Linked DNA regions of Mus musculus: region 2 is linked to region 1. The links are chromatin contacts, called in public Hi-C maps. All regions are on one chromosome and are shown on one strand. Each heading gives the region's core, a stretch centred on a gene start, on an enhancer-like site or on the middle of the called end of the contact. The rest is flanking DNA. Distances are from core to core; before and after follow the strand shown.

Region 1 (7,410 bases), core at 2,392-4,891:
GGTCCCTCACCTGGTAAATCTAATTATCCGTGCTCCTCCATCACCAAGAGGATAAGTAATGTTACTTCCTCTATAAGGAGAGGAAATAGAGGCTAAAGATGGCCAGAGCCAGGAGCATTGCAGCCATGCCTTGGAGCAGAGCATGAATGTGCTTCTCAACCCGGCTGGGACATTTTCTCTTGTGCAGATGGTCTGGCTGCATAGCTATAGAAGGCCACATTTCTCTGTCCACGATCTGGGCTGTATCAGCTCTGTTGGATTCTGGATCTCCCCAGCCAGTACTGAAGTCCCCCTACCCAGGCCCTAGCCCACAGTGGTTAAGTCAACCTCTCCAGGGAGCTCGGGAGCCCATCCTAACAGGCAGGCAGGCAGGCAGGCAGGCAGGCAGGCTTACCGGTCTGGGGCCCTAGAACTGTTAATTGGCTATTGGGTTTTCTCTCATATGTTGGAGTTTTCCTGGGTGCTGGGATCTAAAGTACAGGTGGAGACCAAAGATAAAGTGACTTCCATTGTACAAGAAAGCAGTTGCCATAGCTGGCCCCTAGATACATCCTGGGAAGCGTCTGAGGGCTGTGCCGGGGATGAGCTGCGGCAGAGAGAGAGAGAGAGAGAGAGAGAGAGAGAGAGAGAGAGAGAGAGAGAGAGAGAGAGAGAGAGAAAGAGAGAGAGAGACGGCAGAGACAGAGATGGCAGAGACAGAGACAGCAGAGACAGACAGAGACGAGAGCAGGGTGTGCAAATGGCTCAGGGTAGGAGCCGGTCAGGTCTCTGCCTGCAAGTAGGAGGGGACAAGGAAGACACTGGGATCAGACCATACAATCACCACAAGTGACATCGTGAAGAGCTGCTGCTGGAATGGATGCCTGAACATCAGACACCATTGGCTTTATAGAAGATAGAAAACCTGCCACTTACAAGCCACCTGGCAAAGCATCCTTGTGATAGCCCTTAAGGCCGATATAAGCACTCCCAACATGTTCTTAGGAACAGAGGGCTTTAGGCCCAGAGAAGTGAGGTTACCCTCTAGGACCACACAGCTAGTAAACGGGAATGGGGAACCATGGAAGCCACCTGCCCCAAACTCAGCCTGTCTCCAGTTCTGCAGCTCTTGGCCCAGAGCCAGTGCCCAACAAATAGCTAATAAATTATGCGACTGACTTAGGTCCTGAGTTCTTGCATGGAATTTCCTGGGCTATCACTACATTCTTTAGGCCCACCTCTCAGTACACAGACTGTAGGGCTGAGGACAGGAACCATCCGTGCAAAGAGTTGGATTAATGCTCTATCCTTGCCAACCCCACACGTAGCACTTTTGTTGCTGGCCATAAAACTTGTGCTTCTCTTTACAGAGAAAGTGAGAAAACTTGTCCTGTTATTCATCTCTGGGGGATGGGTGTGTGTGTGTGTGTGTGTGTGTGTGTGTGTGCCCAACTCCCCGCCTGCCACCTACCGTGCTGACTCTGCACAACACAAAGAAATATTTCTTCTTATTTGTTCTAAATTTACTGTCCAGTATTTTTTCTGTTCTCATTTCACACGACAGGCAGCTGAGTGATTTTCTCCTGGCTTTCTCTATGAATTTCAACCACCCGGTAAATCGCCGCTGACATATCTCCAGCCCTAAAAGACAACAGCCACCCCAGCTTCTGTGGCCTTTACTGGAGGGCTGGCTTGCTTCTTAGATCATAGAATAGCCTGGGGCTGGAGCCTATCATCTTCCCATCCTTGAACCGTACCCTCCTCTCAACTGTAGGAAATTTAAGAAATGCCTGTCTCAGGCAGGCATGATGTTGGGGATGGGGTTGGAGACAAAAGGAAAAAGACGCAGCCACTGGCTTACATTCTGAGAAGGGAAGTCTGAATCCAGAGAACTCTGTAGGGATCTAGGCTTTGCAGTCGCCAGCATTCCCTGGCTTTCCCTGGAGGACTCAGGTTTCTGATTCCTGAAGGTGCTGGGCAGAGCAAGCAGAGGCACAGAGGAGGAGCCAGGCGAACAGAAAGTGGGTGTGGAGGGAATTAGAGAGCATACTAAGATTAAGGGGGCAGCGAGGATAAAGGAGGAAGTGTTGGGATATGGCTCAGTAGGTAAAGTGTTTGCCTGCCACGTGTGAAGCCCTGGGGTTGAGTCCCAGAATCACCAAGCACAGAGATGTACATCTGTAAATTCCCAGGACTCCAGATGTGGATGCAGGGCATTGCAAAGCCAAGGCTGTCCTTGGTGCTATAAGTTCAATGCCAGACTGGAACACATGAGACAGTTGAAGAAGGGACAGGGTGGTAGTGAGTTCTTTCCAGTCTGGCCTGGAAAGGCAGAGCATTTGTGGGGCTGCACTGAGTCCCACACTTTGAAGTGTCTTTGAGCGGGATTGAGTTGGTTTCTGAGCAGGGACCTGGGGCCAGGAGGGACCCTGGATGAGAGAGTTGGAGTTAAAAGCTGAGAACAGAGGGCTTTAGGGACATGGTGATGGGGGACAGTGAGTGAGATTTAAGTCAGCCTTCTATTGTATGTGGGAGCAGATGAGAGGTTTCTGGCATAGTCACTACCTGCCTGCTCTGTGTGCTTCTGGTGGCAATCTAGCGGGGCCTTAATGATTGCGCTCACAGCCATAAACACTGCACAGAACAGACACTGAAGACTTTCAACCTGTTTTGCAGAAGAGGCAGCTGGAAGGATACCTTGCCGGAACTTAACTGGCACCCATCTGCCTTACCCACTGTTGGCCAGCGCCCACCAGAGGGCGCCACTTGCTACTGGCGTTAGGCTGGAAAGCCTTAAAGACCACTCTGCTTGTGTGGTTCTCAGGCAGGGCCAGAGGGAGGGTTTTGTGATACTGGGCCAGTTCTCAGATCCACACTTACCCAATAGGAGGGAGTTCAGGATCAGTAATATGCTCAGTTTGCTTGCTTTGTGTGATCTTTCAAATAGGAAGGCTACCTTCTATCTAACTAACGTATTTCCTTTCCTCACTCCCCCTGCCCTTCTTATCTACTGAGAACCATACATGCTTTGAGTGTGATTCGATAAACATCAGAAAGGCAGGAGGGGTGACTCTGGAGTGAGGAGACTAAGTAGAAGAGGCTCTAAGCTGAAGCATGTAGTCTGCCTGGAACTTATGTAGCTCAGGCTGGCCTCGAACTCACAACCCTCTTGCCTGTTCAATGATGGGACTACTGATGTGCACCACGATACCTAGACTTCACTGATAATGACTAGGTATTGAGATGATTTTATCCAATTATCTAATTTCTGAGCCCTACATTTGTAACCTCTAGAGTCTCTCTCTCTCCGTATAAAGGCCTTAGTTACCTAGGTACATTTCTGAGGTTTAGAGTGTCATAGTTTATGCAAGAGCTCACTTACAGCGGGGCTTCCATGTCACCAGAGCAGAAGTTCTGTGCACAGCAGTTTCATTTTTTCCTAATACTCCCTCATTCTTCCCAGCCTCTGTGGTTACATCTGGTACATGTGGTTACATTGTATGCATATAGGTGCACTCCTTACATCTGGTACATTGGTTACATTGTATGCATAGGTGCACTCCTTACATCTGGTACATGTGGTTACATTGTATGCATAGGTGCACTCGTTACATCTGGTACAAGTGGTTACATTGTATGCATATAGGTGCACTCCTTACATCTGGTACATGTGGTTACATTGTATGCATTGGTTCACTCATTACATCTGGTACATGTGGTTACATTGTATGCATTGGTGCACTCGTTACATCTGGTACATGTGGTTACATTGTATGCATAGGTGCACTCTTTACATCTGGTACATGTGGTTACATTGGCCATTGCAGGCTGGGTTTCTTCAGACTCAGTGAGAGAGGTTGTAGGTTGTGGTCTGTGTGAAGTATGAGGACTGGACCTAGTGCCCGTGACATGACTACAATCTGTCACAGAATTGACCTGGGGTAGGTGGGATGTGTTCTTGCCAGATCCAGCATGCCTAACCAATTTTCTCTCTTGGCACAGAGGCACAGAGCTTTGGTCTGCTGGATCCCAAACTCTGCTACTTGCTAGATGGAATCCTCTTCATCTACGGAGTCATCATCACAGCCCTGTACCTGAGAGCAAAAGTGGGTTCCCCTGGGCTCTTGAGGGAGGGTATAGGTTCCTCCACTGGGAGGATGTGAGGTGGGGATTTGGCACTGGAGAGTCTCAGGCCTGTGCTCTGCTTGGTGTCCATGGGCAAGGCAGGATACAACCAAGCGTGCACAGCCGGTGAGCAGAGAAGGCGGGGTATCCATCTGTGGCAGACAGAGCAGCTCAATGATCCAAGTGCTATGTGTATTACTGAAGATCGGTACCAGTGCCTGGATGTGGCTTCTGCTGGGAAACAGATGGCTTATACTGAACAGTTTAGGACAAGAAAGTGAAAGACAGACAAGACAGCCTCTTCTTAGGGCCTGCGGTTGAGCTGTAATGGAGGCCATACAGCTTTTCTCTCCAACTCTTGATTTTCCCATCCTGGAAATAAGAATGGTGGACAGAGCATCAGGCATCACCTGGTGCCTGAAGCCGTGGGTTTGTGGAAAGGACACACCTGGGAAGGTAGAAATCTCATCTTCCCAGGGCAGTAGAACCCATTTCCTTTCAGGCATAAGATTTCATTTGAGGAAGTCTTACTTTATGATTTTTTTTTAAATTTGGAAACTACACTTAGCACCAACTCTGGAAAATCCTGCAGTTCCTCTCAGCTTAGGTAACATGTGTGGTTATAGCGACTCGGGGCACACAGTCAGGACAGTAAGCAAGCAAGGTGCTTCCCACTCAGGAAACAGCTGGGTGAGTAATGATGCCCATGTGCCAACTTAGTAGGAAGCTTTTTGTAGGCACTGTCTACCCTCAGGGTTCCTGGAGGAAGGGGAACAGGAGGGGTTTCCTGGATTCCGGCAGGCACAGACGGAGAGCCTGGAACCCCTGCACACAGGGTGTGTGGGGGTGTGTGGGGGGGGCAAGGCCTTTACTTGGGATGATTAACTTCTCTGAAGACTAAAGCTGTAAGCACTTTAGTCAGGTCGCAGGCAGGAGAAAGGACAACTGAGTTCAGAAAGAAGCGGCTACACTTTGGGCTAGCCACAGGGAGCCAACAAGGGAGTTTGTTGTCATCGGGCATGGAGGGGCTGACACGCAGCTCTGCACTATAGCCAGTCCGATGGCCCCTTGGAGGTGGTGCTGAGCTCTGATTCTCTCTGCTCTGTTGCAGTTCAGCAGGAGTGCAGAGACTGCTGCCAACCTGCAGGACCCCAACCAGCTCTACAATGTAAGTTCCCCCTTCTGCAGACCTTCTTGGAAAGCCTTGTCCTAGGACCTAGGGAAACTTCAAGGTCAGGTTAAGCTGTAGGTCTGGTCCAAAGCTATTGGCCTGGTGGCTGGGTGGCAAGCCTTTGAGCCTCAGGTTTCTAATCCTGACTGGAGCGGAATCCTGCTTGCCCCTCAGTGCTGCTATGAGGACGAGGAGCTTTAAGAATGAGATGCATGGCATGGCCCTGCCTCAGGAGAACTTTCAGTCACTAGCAATTTTGCAAAGGCAAGAGGCCACAGCACAGAGGGAAGGGTCCCACAGAAACGCAGTGGGGCTCTGGTCTGTGAGATTCCCCTCTAGGTGCCTCCATTTCGCATGCTAATGAAAGTGTATCATTAACCCTATTAGATCAGCACATGGTGACTTGGGGGTTCCCACCATGTGCCAGCAAGGTAGCAGGTGTTTTCTGAGGCGCTAGCTTGAAGATGAAGCAGTTCCCACCACCTTTCTTGCCTTGATCCATGCTTTAACTGGAGAGATAGTGAAGGGTGCTTGGTGTTCTTGCAGAGGACGCAGCCTTGCCCCCAGCCTTGCACCTACTGGCTCACAAATATCTGTAACTCAAGCCCAGGGGATCTGATGCCTCTTCTGCAGGCATGTGGTGCACAGGCATACATCAGGCACACACACATACACATAACACACATAAAATGTAAAAATTACATTTGCTTTTTATTGTGCTTTGTGTGTGTGTATGTGTACCGTGATGCACACATAAAGGTCAGAGGACTTCTCTTTTGCCATGTGGGCCCTGGGGATTGAACTCAGATCTTTAGGCAGAGGCCAGTGCCTTCCCCACCCACATACCTCACTTCCCCTATGCTGCTTTGTTTCTTTTTGAGCCACCGGGTGGGAAACCAACTCCAGTTTTGGTCAATGTGACCCCATTCTCCTCAAGGTCCTGTTTCCTCTTCTAGGAGCTCAATCTAGGGCGAAGAGAGGAATATGACGTCTTGGAGAAGAAGCGGGCTCGGGATCCAGAGATGGGAGGCAAACAGGTAGGGCGCTCCTCCGCTTCTGAGTGTGTGGGCTTCGAGGCTATAGCAGCAGGTGGGCATTGGACTCTGGCCTGGGACAAGAGGATGACAGACACTTGCTGTTGTGCCTTCCCTTTCTTCTTGGTTCCATTCTGCGTCAGAAGGAACCTCAGTACTCAGATCGTCCTTGCCTTCACGTCCATCTCCCCTCTACTGCGCCTTAGCCAACACGATGTCAAGATACACACAGGAAGGGCTAAGCCTGTGGAGAAGGCATTCTGGATTCTGAATACCCCTCTAGAACATGGCCACATCAGGCTCCAGGGGCCTGTGCCCTGTAGGGAGGGGAAGGGATGGGGGACTCCTCCGATGCACGAGAGGCCTCTTAATAGCAGGACTCAGGACAAAAATCCCAGTGTAAGGTCAGTGCTACTCAAAGCTACCCAGTGTCCTCAATGCTTCTGGTCAGACATGCCCACTTGGCCCTGACCTCTTAGTCCTAGGTGTTGCTAGAGGGCATGGCAAGAAATAAAATTCCTCATTCCTATTTCAGTCTCCAGCCTCAGCTCTTCTCCACGGGACCCGGAGGGTATGGGGAAGGGCAAAGAGTGGCCACAGAAACACAGAAACACTGAAGAGCACTGACTGGCTGCCTCTGAATGAGGTGACCCAGCCCGTGTCTCTGTTTATGGTGCGTGTGAGGGCGTGAGAGAGCAAGGGGGCTGAGAGATCACCAGCAGCCTAAGACATGTCCAGGTGGGAGTATGAAGTGTGGTAGGTATGCATTGTAGAGTCCCTGCCCAGAGGTGTGTGGGACGGACCAAGGGCGACCTGAGCAAGGCTTGGGCAATATGGAGATTGATAGCTGAGCCATAGGGCAGGGGGTAGCAGGCCAGGCAGCATGAGGTCATTACACTTGCCAGCCTGGATTCTCTCAAGCTCATCTCTGCGCCTTTCTATTCCCCAGCAGAGGAGGAGGAACCCCCAGGAAGGCGTATACAATGTAAGTATGGGAGAGTTCACCATTCACCCTAGACAGATGGAAGAGGGCTGGCAGAGGTGCTTTCTGTCCAGGCTAGTCCATGCCTTCCCTGGGTGGCCATGTGCCACCTGCTGGTA
Region 2 (7,410 bases), core at 1,743-4,242, 210 kb after region 1:
CTTTTCTTGCTGATGTAGCAGTCAGTCTGGGAGTGAGGGACTGGCCCTTGTATGAAACCTTCCATGCCTCCTTTAAACAGCTATACAAACAGGACACTTCTTGGTCTCTTCAGGTAAGACTGGAGCTTCCCTCATGGTTGCTGCCCATCTCTGACAACATTAGGCCCAATTAAAAGTTTCTCCCAAATAGTCTTTTTTTTTTTTTTTTTTTTTTTTACCTAGCTGTATTTACCACACGTGGTAAGTATAACTCACCATCACTGAGGTACATTGCCTGGCACATGAGGCAGTATGAATTACATTCCATTTTAGCTACAGATATCTAGAAGTGAGAGACTTACGTTGTTTCTCTCAAAACAATGAAATTTGAATACAGACTGTCTTAGTTAAGGTTTGACTGCTGTGAACAGACACCATGACCAAGGCAAGTCTTATAAAGGACAACATTTAATTGGGGCTGGCTTACAGGTTCAGAGGTTCAGTCCATTATCATCAAGGTGGGAGCATGGCAGTATCCAGGCAGGCATGGTGCAGGAGGAGCTAAGAGTTCTACATCTTCATCCAAAGGCTGCTAGTGGAAGACTGACTGGGGTGAGGATCTTATGCCCACACCCACAGTGACACACCTACTCCAACCAGGTCACACCTATTCCAACAAGGCCTCTCCTCCAAATGGTGCCACTCCCTGGTCCAAGAACATACAAACCATCACACAGACAAATAAGCACAGAAATGCAGGTTCTGTGCAGCGATTCTTTTGATAAGAATTGCAATAATGATTCGGCTCCCACTCACAAGGCCACCTTAAGTTCACAAATTAGACACTGCCCTTCCATCTATCGAATCCCTTCTCTGATGAAGAGGAAGGGAGAAGGCTGGAGGGGACCGAGAGCTGATTCAATGGTCCTTTTCTAAGGGCTTCCCCACAAAGACCTAGGTATTCGAAGCTAGAATTTAGTCACGGATTTTTCAAGCCCTGTAAGCGTAGCTGGGAATTCCAATTTTCAGCTGCATATTTCCTCCTCGCTCAAAGCAGAACCCTCTTACTGAAAAAAGAGACAGCATGGATTCTGGGTAGATAAGTAGCAACTTTCGTTGCAGATACAGGATCAGAAATTAGCTGCTTGGAGACTATGAAGTGATATTTTATATGGCTTACAGAAAAGATGGGTGACAGTCTGTGTCCCACCCAGGAGTGTTCTTTCCTGGAATGCAGTCTCTCCCGTGGGACTGAGTGAGCATTCATAAAGACTTAATGTCAACCTCTTACAAATCAGCACAGATCACACCACAGCAGCTATGTCAGCTCACAACAGCTGCCGTTACAATGCTTCCACTGGAAAAAAAATCCTCGGGTTTGTGGTGAGGGGACAGAGGGTTGCATTACTGATCAAGGGCCCTGGAACTTCCTCTTACCTAGTTTTTACCTAGGAAAGTGAAGGATAAAGCAGGGCTTTTCGGTCCCTGCATTTTGCTCCTTGTCTCCCTCCTTCTTCTCCCCGCCCCCTTTCTCTGACAGGCCCTCCAAAAATGGAGCCCAGACTGCCCTCAAAAGCCTGTTTTAGCTTTCTGACTACTCACAGGTATGCACCACCACTGTCAACTTGTCTTTGACTCTTTTTTTTAAACGTGTATGTGTGTGTGTGTGTGTGTGTGTGTGTGTGTATTCAGTATGTTCAGTGTGTGTGTGTGTGTATATATATATATATATATGTGTGTGTGTGTGTGTGTGTATACATATACATATATATTCAGTATGTTCAGTGTGTGTGTGCGCGCGCATTTGTCCTGCCCTGGGATTGAACTCAAATTGACGGGTTTGGTAGCAGGTGTCTTTATTCCCTGAGCCATCTCACCAACCTTACCTTGTGATTTAAAATAAAATGCATTCCGAATGAATGAATGAATGAATTATTGTTACATATTTTAATTCAGAGGCCAGGGGCTATGGAGAAGAAGGAGCACACTCCTTGTGTTCCTCTGAGAGAAAAATGAGAGGTTGCTCCAACCTTTGTTTATTCAGTCAAGATGGGTATCATATATGTCCCCACAGTTTGACTCTGCACCCAAGATAAGGACCCTATCTCTCCTGGTTGAGTAAGGAGAACTTCTACATGCCCCTTCAGTATCAGGGACTTTGCCTTGACACATGGTCTTAACCTACTCCCAGAGTAAATATTCTTTGGTTATTGCGATTGTCTACTTCTGAGTTAACCTTAGAATGTTTTGGTCGAAGCTTTTTGGGACAGCTTCTTAGGTGACTAGTAATGAATTGGGAACATAATATACCCACAGAGTAAACACAAAAAAGTTTATTCTATAAATTATTCTTTTCATATGCCATAATTCTACAGTAACTTGCCAAAGAAGAATATAGGGACACAGACGTAGAGCTAAATCAACCCACTGCAGTCATGGATAACTTCATCCAGCAATTTATCTTTAAAATGAATACACATTTTACATTTTGTCCTTTGGAATTGTAGTATTGGCAGGCACACACATATGCAAATGCGCACTGTATTTTATAGCTTTAATTTATATTTCTTTGAAAAATAGATGTTCTACTTATTAACTGTCATAATATTTATGCCCCATTTCTCTGTGGTTATTGGCAAAGTTATTTTCTAAGTAGGGACTGGACCGGTGGCTCAGCGGTTAGGAGCATTCATTCACTAGTCCTGCAGAGGACCGGGGTTTGGTTCCCAGCACTCACACAGGGGCTTCTAACAGCTCAGAGCTTCAGAACCTGACATCTTCTAAATTTCACAGGTCCCAGGCATGTACTCGGTACATATTTATATACACAGGCCAGGACTAACGCATAAAATAAAAACAAAGAAAAAGGAGAAGGAGATCGTAAAAAGCCAACTAGTAACCATTTTGGCTTGGCTGTGCATTCAGCCTGGGTCAAAATCCCTCACATCTGCCTTTGTCGTGTGAAGGCAGAGTAAGGAAATGAATAAATGAGCTGAGTGGGAATAGTTTTCAACAAAACACATAATGACCGGAAGTAGAGAGAGAATTCTGGGAAGCTGGCAAGTCGGGAGTCTGTGTCCTCACCCAGACAACAATTACTCTGGAAGAGTCTGTCCTATGAAACTATTTGGAAAGTCTGGAGTGCGTTGAAGGGGAGGCTTGAACATTAAATTGCAGTCAATTTTGCTCAATTTCAGCTCTTAGCTCAGAAGCTGCTACCATCCCCCACCTCCCAGCCCGGCGGCAGGCAGCTTTGAATGTGCCCCTGCAGCAAATGGTGTCTACCTGGTCTGAGGCTCAGAAGGAAAAAAGGCTCTTGCCTTCCCATCTCTTGGATCTCGGCTCATAATCACTGACTGCCGATTCTGATCACAGAAGCCCAGAGAGTTCTAGCCATGGTTGCTGCACCCACCACAACGCGCCGTGAGTCTTCACTCCTGCCAGGGGAGATTTTCAAAAGATTCAGAAAAGCCAAGAGCTCCAACTCCTTCCTTCTTGTCTTCTCGACCTCTTTGAAGCCAAATTAAAGACGAAGACATTTGTGAATAACTGACTGGACAAAAGTATGAAGTGGGCGTGGTAACCAGGGAAAAACAGGCTCTGAGAAGGAAGACACAGGGGGACTTTTACACGTCAGGATGCTCCTTGTTATAGTGATGGCCTACAAGGATGCTTTGTTTTATTCTTTTGTGGTGAGATCTGATGTATCGTCAGGCTGGCCTCCAATTCATAATGTATCTGCGGAGGACCTTGCATTCCCCTACCTCTACTGGTTCAGTTCTGAGATGACAGGCCTGTGCCACCAAACCTGGTTTATGCAGGTACTGGGGGCTGAAACTAAAGCCTTCTGCATGGCAGGCAAGCATCTTACGTACTGAACTAAATATATTAAGACTTCCCAAACAATAATTTTAAAAAATTAGAAAACTCTTGAGGAGAGAGAGAGTGATGGTTTATATATGCTTGGCCCAGGGAGCTGCCTGGAAGTCAGTCTTTCACTAGCAGCCTTCAGATGAAGATGTAGAACTCTCAGCTCCTCCTGCACCATGCCTGCCTGGATGCTGCCATGCTCCCACCTTGATGATAATGGACTGAACCTTTGAACCTGTAAGCCAACCCCAATTAAATGTTGTCCTTTATAAGACTTGCCTTGGTCATAGTGTCTATTCACAGCAGTAAAACCCTAATGGAGACAGAAGTTGGTACCAAGGACAAGGGTATTACTGTGATAGGCCTGACCATGCATTTGTTTGGAAGAATGTGGATTTTAGGACTTTGGATTTGGAAAGCAGTAATGCTTTAACTGGGGCTTAATGGACCATCCTAGTAGGAATATGAAAGACTTTGTTGATGAGAGTGATTTGAACGGTGCAGACCTGGCCCAAGAAGTTTCAATATGTGACCTAGCGATTGCTTTTGTGGGATTTTGGTGAAGAATGTGGCTGCTTTTTGCACTTGTATGAAGAGTCTAGCTGAGACTAACATAAAGAGGTTTATATTAATTACATTGACAAAAGAAATCTCAAAAACACCCAGCGGAGACTTTGTTCTCTGGTAAAGTCTCATGAAGAGCATTTTGAACAAGTGCAACAAGCTTGGAGAGGAAAAATATAAATATATATGGTTTGAGTATTAAAGGTAAACTAGAAAGTGAAATGGAGCTGAATCCTGGGTTAAAGGACATTAAATTGAATTAAGGGAGTAGTGCCCTTGGGGCTAGATCCCACCCAGCTAAGTTTAGGTCCAGGTTTGGTAGTAGAAGCCTTTAATTCCAGGAGGCAAAGACAAGCAGATTTCTGAGTTCAAGGCCAGTCTAGAACAGAAAAAGTTCTAGGTGAATAAAAACTTAAATCCAGGTTTAGTGAACCACACTTTTAATCCCAGTGGTTATGAGACAGGCATGCAGATCTCTTGAGTTCAAAGTCAGTCAATGGAGCAAGTTCAGAACAGCCACACTTAGGCAGTGAAGGAGTTGGAAAACAGGAAGCTGGTGATAATGTAATAGAACAAGGGGGCCATGTTCCAGCCCCAGCAAGCAGGAGAACATGGCAGCTTTGGCCACATGGCTCTGACTTTAGAGTCCAGAATAGAACATGTTACTGGGACTATTGATGCTGGTTAGCTGGAGCTAAGAAATTAGTGATGATTAAGAGACCAACAACCGGGCGTGGTGGCGCACGCCTTTAATCCCAGCACTTGGGAGGCAGAGGCAGTCGAATTTCTGAGTTCGAGGCCAGCCTGGTCTACAGAGTGAGTTCCAGGACAGCCAGGGCTATACAGAGAAACCCTGTCTCGAAAAACCAAAACAAAAAACAAAAACAAAAACAAAACAAAAACAAAAACAAAAACAAGAAGAGACCAACATTACTGAGGTGAAATCTTCTGGGAAGTATTTTCTGAGAGCACAGAGGCTGTGTTCCAGAGAGAGCCAAAGCTGTACCTCGTGCTGTGGCTGGACGTGGTAATGTGTAGGAGTCACCCACTGGTTTTGTAGGCATCAAGGAATTATGAAGAGCAGCTGAGGCTTCGCACTGTGAGAGGCCAGGGAAGGCCATTGGTGAAGGTGCAGCTTCAATTGCAGTTGATGGCCCAGAACTGAAAGGGTCATATAAAGGAGTTGAGGCTTGGCACCATGAAGAGAGCCTATAAGTGGCTTTTGGTGAAGCCTAGTTGCAGCAGAAGACAGCAGTGTATTGGAGATGCCAGTACCGTGGGAAGATCACCAAGAATAGCAGCAGCAGTGGAGTGGATCAACCTGAGCTTAGTGTGCTACAGAGAACAGAGCTGGAGAAGTGATACCAGCCCTTTGGAGGAGCCCAGAAGATCATGCGTGGATCCCAGACATTGAAACAAGAAGCTGTAACACTGAAGTTGCTTTGGAGACCCCCAAGATGTTCAAGATACCAGAGTGGGCTATCTGCTGAGGAAAGCTGATAACAAGGAGTGGAACCAGCCCAGGAGAAAGAAGCTTATTGCAGTCAACAAAGATGAAAAAGGAGTTGGAGATCTCTTCAGATCAGACGTGGAGATGCAGAGTTTGGAGTTTTTCCAGCTGGTTTCCTGTCTTGCTTTGGGGATTACAGTTAAGTGACTGGATGAATCTCAGAAGAGACTTTGAACTTTGGACTTTTAACAATGTTGGTACTGCTAAAGACTGTGGGGACTTTGGAAATTGGACTAGATGTACTTTTTTATTATGCTGTGTTTAGGTATGCCCCCCCCCCCATAGACACATGTGTTTGAATAGGCCCATGGGGGGCAGGGAGTGGAATGTGAATGGTTTGTATAGGCCTGGCCCAGGGAGTGGCACTTTTAGGAGGTGTGACCTTGTTGGAGTAGGTGTGTCACTGTGCGAGTGGGCTTAATACCCTCATCCTAGCTACCTGAAAATCAGTCTTCTGTGGGGAATTGCAGGCTGGTATCCAGTTGAGCTGAGGTCTGAACCCCTATGGTAGTAATTCACCTACATGACACGGTAGGCGTTCCCTCATGCTCCTGGAACTCTGGCCCCTACCTAAGTTACCACCTCCCACAGCCCCCACAAAAGAAGCATGGTCAGTAGTCACATAAGCATGGCCCAAGCTTCTGACCTTCAGGCTAAACTCCTCCCCAGTTACCTAGCAACAGTAAAGACCATAAAAGGGGCTGTTAGGCCCCCACCTCGCTCTTACTCCTTTGTTCCTTTACCTCTCACTTCTCTCTCCTCTTCCCTTTCTCTTTGTCCTCCCTTCTCCCTCTCTCTCTCTCTTTCTACCTTCTCTCTTTCCCCCTGCATTTCTATAATAAAGCTCTTAAACCATAGAGAGTCTCTGCTCCATTAAGATCTGCTGCGCACTCTGGTCAGTGTTGGGAACTCCTTCCCTCATCCCTCTCTATAACAACCCCAGGGCTTTAGCAAGGTAGCTCTGGGGTCCCAGGTTGGGGGCTGCCCTCCTCCACCCCCCGCCGAGTGGGGTCAGCCTTAGATGCTCACCCGGGGCCATGTGGAAAGCACCGGCAGTTCTGCCTGCATCTGCCTGCCCAGAGCACAGGAACTCTGACTGGACATGGGCCCCTTTTCTTCCCCAGAGCCTCCCCCACCCTTATTTTGTTCCCAACAAGTCTTCCACTAGCAGCCTTCAGATGAAGATGTAGAACTCTCAGCTCTGCCTGTACCGTGCCTGCCTGGATGCTGCCATGCTCCTACCTTGATAATAGACTGAACCTCTGAACCTGTCAGCTTGTCCCAAATAAGTGTTGTTTATAAGACTTGCCTTGGTCATGGTGTCTGTTCACAGCAGTAAAACCCTAACTAAGACAGAGAGAATTTGATTTCCATAGTTATATTATTATGTTCCCAGTCTTCTGGGCAGAAAACAAGTTACACATCTCTCCTTTGAAGAGACAATGTGTGTATTTATTTAACATTTATGGTTCTTCTAGTGCTTGTCT

Evidence for each region. A called contact is a pair of places that touch in the nucleus more often than the background predicts.
Region 2: a Hi-C map of the G1E-ER4 cell line shows a contact between it and region 1, with 2.2 times the contacts expected there. The contact joins two enhancer-like sites. A contact is called at or near these places in 3 of 484 Hi-C or Micro-C datasets (the G1E-ER4 cell line, bone marrow-derived macrophages and granulosa cells), 1 of 115 datasets of contacts at active chromatin or transcription factors (embryonic stem cells) and 2 of 9 other capture datasets (embryonic stem cells and liver).

Annotation. Positions count from the first base shown.
Region 1 is chr1:165,851,185-165,858,594 of GRCm38.p6, forward strand. It overlaps Cd247 (CD247 antigen), which reads left to right. Exons shown (of 8, transcript NM_001113391.2): 2 at 3,982-4,085; 3 at 5,216-5,272; 4 at 6,232-6,312; 5 at 7,259-7,294. Among named protein-coding and RNA genes, the nearest start is that of Gm32999, 5.8 kb to the left of the region's middle. Within about 2 kb of position 3,642, at least 29 of the 459 cell types and tissues checked have an H3K27ac peak or open chromatin away from gene starts, as enhancers often do. A contact at or near this core is called in the G1E-ER4 cell line, where this site is marked.
Region 2 is chr1:166,061,994-166,069,403 of GRCm38.p6, forward strand. No RefSeq gene overlaps it. Among named protein-coding and RNA genes, the nearest start is that of Gm39693, 16 kb to the left of the region's middle. Within about 2 kb of position 2,993, at least 9 of the 459 cell types and tissues checked have an H3K27ac peak or open chromatin away from gene starts, as enhancers often do. A contact at or near this core is called in the G1E-ER4 cell line, where this site is marked.